2 separate regions of the Hordeum vulgare genome follow, and region 2 is linked to region 1. Evidence: chromatin contacts called from public Hi-C data. All regions are on one chromosome and are shown on one strand. The core of a region is the stretch at or near the end of the contact, and the rest is flanking DNA. Distances in the headings are between cores, read along the strand shown. Region 1 holds the start of LOC123410542 (potassium transporter 24-like). Region 2 has its middle 150 kb from the start of LOC123410542.

Region 1 (5,327 bases), core at 1,109-3,608:
AAGCAGCGTGGCGATTGGGTGGAGCGATGGAGGTCACAGAGCTCTGGCAAGGGCTTGTAGGGTGGCCAGGGTGGTACAACATCGCGTCTACCATGGAGGATGAGGATGTGAAGAAATAAGGAAATGATGGAGATGTGGGTCTTGGTGTGGTTTTGAGTGAGTCCGGGTGTCGAAGTCAATACGTGGTAGAGGATCGAACTCCCGCAAAATCCCCTCCCTCGTTTGTTTCTGATTGACGAGAAAACTGACGCGCGGACCGGTCCAGAGACCAATACGACATGACTCTGGACGACAAAGTATATCCGGATAGCTCAATTAGAATGTCTGCGGGCCATTTAAGGGCCCACTTTGGAGGTGCCATGAGCCGACCGAGTAAAAAAATCGCATTAGGAGTATATATTTGTTTTCCAGAATATATTAGAGGAACTCCAACCGTGTGACCCATCTCGTCCGCAGGTGTTCGTTTGGGTCGTCGCACACACAAAACTCGACCCAACGGAACGACTCAAACAGACGTGCATTCGTTTTTTTTCGACCGCAACCTATTCGAGGCCCACATTTGGGCCACATTTGCGTCGGTGCGGACACGGGACGAACACCCGTGACACCCGCCCTTCTCTTCCCCCTGGCCCGCCAGTTGGTGGCATGCATGCCACTCTCCTCTTCATTCCTTCCCCCCGACTCACCCGGGCACCACACCTCCTTCCGCCGCCGCCCACTTCCATCGACGCCGCCAACCATCCATCCATATGTGAGTCACCCTCCCAGACGCCTTCATCTCCCATCGCCGCTGCCCATATCCTCTACCTTCTCTCGGTGGGGCGCGGGGCTCTTCACCGAACGGTTTGTCCCACAACGCCCGCAAGCTATTTGACGGTTTCCCATAAGGTACCAATGGACTCCGACGATGATTTTTTTAGAATGTTATTTGTGATTCAGATGATTCTTCATCTGATGATGAGGAGATCGTGGCAGCTGCGTTGATCGCCATGACCACATAAGTATGGAGCGACAACAGTTTGGGGCTCCCTATGGGGATGCTCGATAGCACGGATTATATGCACTGGAAGTGAAAAACTGCCCTTCTGCTTGGCAGGGGTAGTATAAGGGCCATGTCTAAGCTTTCACTGTCATACTTGAGGCTGTTGCTTCCCCGGATCTCTGGATTTGGCACTCTTTCTTGGGCATGGCTGGATCTCACAGCGATATCAATGTGCTCCAACGCTCTCCGATGTTTGCTAGGATGACAGAAAGCAATTGCATGCCTGGAGGTCAATGTTGAGATCAATGACCACCAATACAATAATGGACACTATCTAGCCAACGATATCTATCCATAGTGGACACTATCAAGACAATCCCCAACCCTGTAGGAGAGAAGAGAAGATGATTTGCCCAAGAGCAAGAGAGTGCTAGAAAGGATGTAGAGCGTGCCTTTGACGTTCTTCAATCTCGATGGGGCATCATTCGGTAGCCTGTTAGAATTTGAAGCATCAAAAAGTTGTGGAAGGTGATAATAACTTATGTGATCATGCATAATACGATCATAGAGGATGAACGTCCAGAATGTCTCCGTGATCAAGGATTTCAGTTTCAGGATGACAATATTGTGCATGAGCATACATGACCAACAACGTTTGCATAGTTCACCAAGTTTCATCATCAGATGCGTGATTGGGGAACTCATATGCAGCTGCAAAATAATTTGGTTGAGCATACATGGATTCATGTTGGTTTTTTCCAATGTATTTGAAACAATTTACTATTAGTTACACTTATAAACTATGATATATTTTTATGTTTCTTGAACTATGCAATATTATATATTTAATGTTAAAATAGATCGCATGCCTGCCGCGTATACGAAAAATGGATCGGCATTGAGCGCATGATAGACACAGATGAAAAAAAACAGAATAAACATGTCAATCCAAATGGATAAAATATGGATAAAACATGCGTTTTGGATTGGAGTTGCTCTTAGGAGTATAGATATTAGATATAAAGATATAGGTAGGATCACGACCGCAATTTTTACAGCCGACATTTCGCTACCGTCCACATACGGATCCACATACGGTCTCCCTGTTCCATTCCATCATCCCTTGTCCTTTTCCGCACGTAGTACCAACGCATGCGTTCCGTGGCTCCTTGCTCGCCGCTTCACCGACGCGTACGGGCATCAGCATCCAAGTTATCTTTCACCGCCAAGCCTGCCGCGAAACCAAACTCCGAAAGAGACCCGCCAAGAGGTGTCAGTTCGCCATTACACCAAGCAGATCCCGGGTCTATTTCCTCTTTGACTTCCATATAGAAAGGACGCCCGACTAATCCGCGCACAAATGCCAGAAACTTGACCACGTTACCGCTACGCCAGAGAGGCCATCTTGAATCAAATCCGGACACCATTTTCCAGCCTTTTACCACATTGATTCACATTCAATGGATTTCAATGCATAATCAAGCCCATCATCTCAGCAACTCGACCACCATGACTTCCATGGACGGGAGAGAACGACGTTTTCCTTTTGAACAAGGCATCACCGGATCACACGAAAAGGGGCAGACGACGAAGTGGCAGGTGAATTCCATCGTGGAAAAGCAAGACCCGCGATAGCCACAGCCAGAGATCGATCCCACCGCTCATACGGTGGCATGCAAGAACCTAAGAAGAGCTACGGCAGATCAACCTGCGCCTGATACGGCTGCACACCACCTGGCACCCACCCCCGCGATCCGGCCAGTCGTCAGTGCTTGCTGACCTCCGCGGCCATAAGTAGAAGCCTCGCTCTCTTGATTCTCGGAAGGGATCAAAAGGGTTGGTAGAGGAGTGTTATTGTACAGGCAGTCGTCTCTTCTGGTTGGCCTGCTCGCTTCTTCCAAATCGTCCCTTTTCTTGTCCTTGCGGCTTAGCGTGCGCCATGCGCCTCAGGTTTTTTAATGGAGGTTTCGGACTCCTTTTCTACCGCGTGGTGAAGGACGGAGAGCCGGGCCAGGACACGAGTTGGTAGTTGTTCACTTGTTCTTGCGAGAAGCTACAAGAAGGGACGGAGCTTGCGTGGCTTGCTTCCGCTGCTCTGCGCTACTCCAAAGTCCAAGCCGAGTGATCCTGCCAAAACGGGATTTGCCTGCTGCTGCTGGTGCCAAGATCTTCTCTTCTCCGCTCCCGATTCGACGTCCGTGCTGCTGCGGGGTGGCGCGCCAGCAGCGCATGGGCGCGGCGAGGGTGGCAACTTGCGCGCCTGGCGGTTGGCAGTTGGGCAACGTGACTCGCGCGTGAGCGGAGCGGGCGGCGGGGAGAGGCGGAGGAAGGACGGGAATGGACGCGGAGAGCGGCGGCGGCGCGGCGCGCAGGAAGGTGAGTAGGGTAAGTTCTTGGATTCCTTCTGGAAGATTCGGTGTTTGTTCGGTCTGGTCTGGTTTTGGGCCCGGGGGCACCACGGTGACGGCCGTTTCTTGGTTTCTTTCTTGACGGCGGTTTGCAGCCGTGGAGCGCGGAGCTGCTGCTGGCGTACCAGAGCCTCGGGGTGGTGTACGGCGACGTGGCGACGTCGCCGCTGTACGTGTTCAAGAGCGCCTTCGCCGGCGGGGACATTGAGCATTCGGCGGGGAACGAGGAGATCTACGGCGTGCTCTCCCTCGTCTTCTGGACGTTGACCCTGATCCCGCTCCTCAAGTACGTCCTCGTCGTGCTCCGCGCCGACGACCACGGCGAGGGCGGCACCTTCGCGCTCTACTCCCTCATATGCCGCCGCGTACGCGCGGGGCTCCTCCCCGACGGCGAGGACCTCGCGGGCCGGCGCGAGGGCGGCGCGGCGCCGCCCGCGCCACTCTCGGCCGTGCGCGCCGCGCTGGAGCGGCACCGGGTCCTGCAGAGGATGCTGCTGCTGCTCGCTCTGCTCGGGACCTGCATGGTCATCGGCGACGGCGTGCTCACCCCTGCCGTCTCTGGTCGCTCCCTCCTCCTCCTCCTTCTCCTTCTCCTTCATCCTTCCTCAGAGATTAAGTTACGCTGTTGGTGTTGCATTGGTTGATGCTACGTCAGGAGCCTGACGTCTTATGGTTCCTCTCTGTTGCAGTGTTCTCCGCGGTTTCCGGGCTGGAGCTGGAGCTGGACAATGAGCAGCACGAATGTAGGTCAATTGCTTGCTCTGCTTTCGTTTATGATTGTTTGATACCGGTTTGTTATTGATATCTTTTCAGATTCAAATTGAATATATTCAAGCAATTTAATCGCTTGTCGATTGGTATTGCGGTATTTATTTTCTTCTTCTGAATGTAGTGTTGAGGGTTTGTGATTCTGCTGTGGGTTGTGACATCATGGTGTTGGTTTTCAGATATATTGCTACCGGTGACATGCGCTATATTGGTGGGCTTATTCACCTTGCAACACTATGGGACGCACAGGGTCGGCTTTCTTTTCGCGCCTATCGTTTGCTTGTGGCTTCTCTGCATCAGCATCATAGGGCTCTACAACATCATCCACTGGAATCCCCATGTGTACCGAGCTCTTTCGCCATACTACATGTACAAGTTTCTCCAGAAGACTCAGACAGGTGGCTGGATGTCGCTGGGTGGGATCCTTCTGTGCGTAACTGGTAAGGACCGAAAACAGCTGTCGTGCGGTGCCCCTGACTCCGACACTTTGAATAAATGATGATGATAAACCTGACCACATGTAAAACGATTTGAATTCTTAGGTTCTGAAGCTATGTATGCGGACCTTGGACATTTCTCTCAGTCTTCAATCAAGGTACGAGATGAGTGTGCGGATATTTGATTTGCCACATGGCATGAATTGCCATCCCTTTGCCCTAGAATTACTGTTTTTTTAATTTGTTTACTGGGCGCATATGGTCTAAACTGTTTACAAAGAGTACAGAGCCACATTGTTGAAGTAAGATGCGATGTGTGTTGTAGTTTAAATAATAATCAAAGTTCATATAAGAAACAGTTCTGCAGGATACGAAAAACAAATATTTATGTTAGGACTTGAATTTTTAAAAATGCAGATAAATAAGGGAATTGGGTAACACTTTCAAGCAAAAGTTTTTTGTTGTTGTATTAACTGAATTTGAGCTTCCACTATGTTGAAGGCGTCATTGAGTATAGTGGTAAGCGTAGTTAATTACACAAAATTAGATGGGGCAGCTTGAGTTTATACTTTCTCACTTACTGGATCATATAGTTTGTACTGATTTAGTTGATGTGTTCATTGATGACAACGGATATTACCCCATTTGGTGAAGAAGTACTCCCATGCATTCTACCTAATCATTCTACAAACAATATAGCTACTTTGTGGTGTTTATTAAGCTAGTGAGCAC
Region 2 (5,327 bases), core at 2,031-4,530, 150 kb before region 1:
ATGTAAAGGTTAGGCATTCTCTAAGTGCAATGCATCACCTCGATATATTGTTGGAATGAAAAAACACTACTCTCCACTTTCTTTCTTTACTTTTCCACTTCCTTTAAGATGCCCAATGCAACATGTCTCATTCTCTCTCCTCTCTGCTCTCTTCAAGCGATGATTCCTGCAAAATTTGTATGAAACATCCAAACAACTACTCCTTGCTGAGTCATAAATATAAGATGTTTTAAGTATTTCAACAAAAATACATCCAAACTGAAACAAGTGAACAAACACACTAAAATGTGTTTATATACACGTGATTCACAAAGAAGTTAGTATCTTATCTATATCAACTATATAGTGTCAAAATAACTTTGAATATCAACCGTTGGATATGCTTCACCCAACGGCTGAGACACGAGAAATTCGAACCATCCGTTTGATAAAGTTTTCATCTCATAAGATTTTGCCACGAGGCCTTTTAATTGAATCCCATTATCATCTCATGTTATTCTAGAAGTGTCTTTTCCATGCCAAGAATCTGATTCTTCAATTAAAAAGGCAATAGAGCAATCTATTATTTATAGAGTTGGGCCCTGCCTAAAATAATTCGTACGAAAGGAAATAAGATGTCAAGAATGCATTTTCCGCGTGTTATTAATACTAGCAAAAGAGCCCGTGCGTTGCAACGGGAGAATGCAAGGCCTGAGAATCATGCTCGAAGGCTTAGATATTCTAGTGGTACAGTATTATCAAACATGTCAAATATGTACCCTCAGGATCCTTGTGCACGTCAGATAGCATTGCGGATTTTTGTTAACGATTAACTCACTTTTCTTCTTCTTACTCCACCCATTATCTTTGTCCCCTAATTCAAGATTGTCTCTATAAGCAATGGCACTTCTGACATGCAATACCGACAGGTATTGAGGAGGAAATATAGAAAATATTAAAAATAGAGCATTCTAAGAGCGATTGGAGTCGAGAAAGTCGATATAATCCTGAAGATAAAATGTTACTTATGGTATAAAAAGTGTCATTCTGCTTCCGCTTGTTTGATTTTCAAAGACGGGTGGCCGTTCATCATCATGGTGATTACATAAATCGGGATCTGCTGCTCTTGGACATTACACCTTCGTACATTAATTCGATAACTAAATAATAATGGCTTGACTGAATTAATCAAGCACATGTTCAGTTTGATTTCTTGACACCAAGCCATACACAAAGTAGCGCAGGATCATAGTAGGCATGCTGGAACACTTAACAAATAGCAATAACATGATTTTATTAACCAGAAATAAGAATTTTCGCCAAGACACCAGCTATATAATTTCTCCAATCACATACATATAGCAAAGCTTTCACAACTATGAGAACTTGGAGCATGCTCTAAAACATGACCAAGTACCATGTTATTCAGAAGAAGTAATGATAATACCTAACGCTGAAAGGCTGTGAGGGAAGAGATCCTACAAGTTCGCTGGATCAGGTTTCAGAATCACTTGTTGTTTGTCAAAAGAGCATGGTCAGGAACCAGTGATCGGTTCGAGCCTAAGCAAGCAAAAATAAAAATGTGTGGTGGAACAGGATGATGTTGTGAAGTAACCTGGAACTGGGTGTGGCGCCGGAGTCTGTTGGGGTTGTCGCCGTAGCGGCTGTCGTCGGGCCTCACGCTCGGCTCCACATAGCTTCATTCAATTCAATAGAGAGCGTCATGTTAGCAGGTTAAAAATGGGGGCAAACGCATTGTCTGGATTGCAAGCATCAAGTACTATTCAGTAACTCGTTGTTCTGAATTGTACTGCATTTGCAAATGTGCATTGGTTGAACTTGGATGGATAATATGCAGGGTACTCACGCGACGTTCCACGGCTCAGGTCCCATCACCCGGAGGAAGGTGAGGGGGTTCATCGTCCCGGCGCCGACCTGGACGATGGATTGATTGGGAAAATCAAGAACCATCATCGTATCTATGAGCCATTGATGCTGCCTGTGAAAGAAAGTACCCGAGATTCAGACCCTCATGCTTGTGCATACGACTATATGCCTCAATTGCCTCGTTGGCAAGTCCATTCCGCCGGAGCGCGCAGGCGTGGAGCTGCGCCACGGAGGCGTGCGCCGGGGCCGCTCGGATGAGCGGCGGGAAGGTGAGGGCGTCGGGGCGGAAGGGGTGGGCGCGGCATAGGATGTGGCGGAGGAGCGGGATGGCGAGGCGCCGGAGGGCGGCGCGGGAGAAGGCGGCGATCAGGGTGTTGGCAAGGAGGAGCGACGGCACGTGGAGCTGGGGGTCGAGGTTGCGGAGCTGGCCGGAGGTCACCAGCACCGACTGGACGCCACGCAGCAACGCTGACGCTGGCATTGGTGTTCGTGTTCTGGGGACGGCCGCGCGCGCGGCAGATGTCTTTCTCTCCCCTCCGTGATGTCCAACAGCCGCAGCCCCGCGCCGCTCCGCTTCCGCTTCCGCTGCGCCGCCGCCTCCGTCTCCCTCAGCACGTCAACCACCGCTCGATCTGCAGGGGTGGGGGAAGGCGCACGGCGGAGGGGCGTTGGCGGGGTCGCGACGGGTGCCGGCTGCAGCGGGCGGGGGCGGCGCGTAGCAGCACGCGACATGGGCCGGCTGCGGCGGGCCCGGCGGGGGACGGCTGAGGCGGCGCGTGGCGGCGGATGGGGACTGCGGCGGGGGCCGGTGGTGGAGATGCAAGGCAGGGTCAATTTTTTTCTTTTCTTTTACTCGTAATGATTCATCATTAACTTATCAGATGATTGCGGGTTGAATACCAAGAAACACAGGGACTTTTTTATAAAATAGCCAAGAACGTACGACAGAAACACTACGTGCTTTATTATTAGGGGAAATATTTCGTAAGGTGCAAAACACGTATAATTTACTACTACAAGATGATTTGTGATGGGGAGAATATATCGTACGATACCCGTATTTTAGATTCCAGTAGAATTCCACAAGATGATTTCCACAATATTTGCTATCACTCTATTTTCCCTGTCATGCGTCCTAAACAGACACTAAAATCATCTCGTTCATAGCCTGACGCGAGCTATCTCGAAGCATTTGACTTCGTGAGAGGCCAAGCAGCCGTACACAACAAAGAATATCCGCATATCCATTCCGGCTATACGATGTGATAGTACACCTGTGCGGCCGTGCGGCCGTGCTGCCAGGCAACAGCGACGTGGCGCCGGCCGCGGCCGGGCGGCGGGGCGGCCAGCCGGCGACGTGACGGGAGCCAGATTTTCTCCCCGCGCCAGGGGCAGACAGCTACGTTTGTTTATCCTCCTTGTCCGTGGTCCTATACTCCTATTTAACTACTCACACCGGTGTAGAAGAACGGGTCGCCTACGTACCCGCCAAAGCTCGCCATCTGTTTTTTCGTGGCGCCCAAAGCCCCAAAGGAGTGGGTATCCAGTTCGAACTCGGCCGGCCTGCAAAATGTGCATGCCAACGTGAAACGAAGAATGGGCAATGAACCTGGGATCTTGTGGCCTTGTTCGGGGCCTCGTTGCCGGTGACACATGGCTATCTGTTTTGCGTACTATGTTGAATTGAATTGGTCCTTCTCTAGCGTGACAAAAGATGTGTACGGTGCCTTTTACGACGGAGTTGTTGCATCGTCTGACGAAAAGATCCAATGCAGTAGCTGGATTGCTTGTGTAATATACTGTGTATTTATCATTTTTATTGTGATGCAGCCGTCGCAACATCAAGGTTGTACCGCACGGTGAAGTTGCTCCCTTTTGATGCTTGCGGAGTCAGGGCGTACTGGGAGTGATTGGGACCAAGGGAAAGAAAAATGCAAAAGGAGCCTATTAGCAAGGAGAGGAATAATTCTCGCGCATTCATTTGGTACGCAGAACCGTTTACTTTGAGATTGCATACATCACTCACAGTACGAGTGTCGCTAATTTAAAGCCACGTAATTTTGGAGGCGGGACGATCCCCTCGTTGTATTGTAGCCACAAAGATCGGTTACGTCATCGTTTTTCCAGCTTGCTTGGGCCAAGAAGATGCAGCCATCGCTTACCTAAGACCTAACAAATCAATTAATCAACCAATCAGGTCTATTGTGCGTGCTGATACTCTAACCGGCCAAGAACTCATCAACGCTGCTGTATTCACGAGCCAAGACTAAATTTTAGGGCGCATTTGATTGCACGTATAAGGCTAAGCAGGTTTGTGGGGAAGGATTCAAACTGTTTGATTGGTCTCCATACATTGTTTGACCTACGCGACATGAATTTTACAGCATTCCTAGTCAGGCCCGCGATCTACTTTCGAATCGGTAGTTTTTTCACAGCATGACTCGTGCGAGGCAGGTGAAAGGAACACGACTGAGCTCCTGCGACCATGGAGATAGCGCGAGCCAGCGTGCGTCTTTGAAAAATCGACAGAAGGATTTCGGCTCGCCTTCCGTCGATTCGGCCGTCCTATTTAGCCGCTATCCTCTCAACGCTCAAAGCGCTGCCACCCTTCTCCCCCCCTTTCAAGCTTTCCCGCCGACACATCGACACCGACGACTAGGTAAACAGAGCTCCTTCACTGGCCGGAGGTATGTAACACCCAAATTTTTAATTGAATTTCTTGATTAAAAAAATGAATTTTTAAATTTTGGCTTTGATAAAAAGCTTTGAAGCTCTTTGACAACTTCTTTGAGAATACTTTTAGAGCTTCTTTTCTCAATCTGCCTGGTTTAAAAAGTATTCTTTTAGCCTCTTCTGAAAATGAATTGGTTTAGGAGGATATTCTATTCTTTTGCAAAACCTTGGAAATTATTCCTATAGGTTCAATTATTTTTTTAAAGGTTTTCTTTTTCCTCCATCCCGTTTTAGACCATTTTGCACTTCTACATCATCTAGGTCTTCATTTTTATTTATTTACCAGAACTTTAGAAAGGTTGGACCACCTTTCATATAAATTTCTGTAATCAGTTTTGACCCTAGCAAATTTACAAGGGAAATCAATCATTCCCTTGAAGTTTTGGACCCAAACTCTTATCCTTAGAAGACCTTAGTACCCTCAACCTATTTCACCAAAAACCTTGGGTTCACAAGTTTGAAAATTTCAAATTTGATTTGACTCAAGTTTGACCAAAATATTCTGTTTTTATTAAAAATCTGCCTTCAACTTTTTCAAAAATTCTGGAAATTTACACACCGTCTCTGCACCTAATGAGAGATCATCTCATAAAATTTCAGCTCCAAAAACCTTTTCCACGTGCTAGTTTCATTTGATCAAATATCTGGTGGGCACTGTAGCCATCTATCTCTGAAATTGATTTAGTCAATTCTTCAGACTGCAGTGCTTCATTGATGCAGTCCCTGTT

Evidence for each region. Hi-C and Micro-C count contacts between places; a contact is called where the count stands out from the background.
Region 2: a contact with region 1 is called in a Hi-C map of leaf, with 3 times the contacts expected there. The contact joins the enhancer-like site here to the promoter of LOC123410542 in region 1. A contact is called at or near these places in 2 of 6 Hi-C or Micro-C datasets (leaf and seedling) and 1 of 1 datasets of contacts at active chromatin or transcription factors (embryo).

What each region holds. Positions count from the first base shown.
Region 1 is chr7H:119,893,346-119,898,672 of MorexV3_pseudomolecules_assembly, reverse strand. LOC123410542 (potassium transporter 24-like) reads left to right here and starts at 2,358. Exons shown (of 9, transcript XM_045103492.1): 1 at 2,358-3,358; 2 at 3,486-3,951; 3 at 4,080-4,133; 4 at 4,338-4,598; 5 at 4,701-4,753. The coding sequence starts at 3,320.
Region 2 is chr7H:120,046,849-120,052,175 of MorexV3_pseudomolecules_assembly, reverse strand. No RefSeq gene overlaps it. Among protein-coding and RNA genes, the nearest start is that of LOC123410542, 150 kb to the right of the region's middle. Within about 2 kb of position 3,280, at least 1 of the 3 cell types and tissues checked has open chromatin away from gene starts, as enhancers often do. A contact at or near this core is called in leaf, where this site is marked.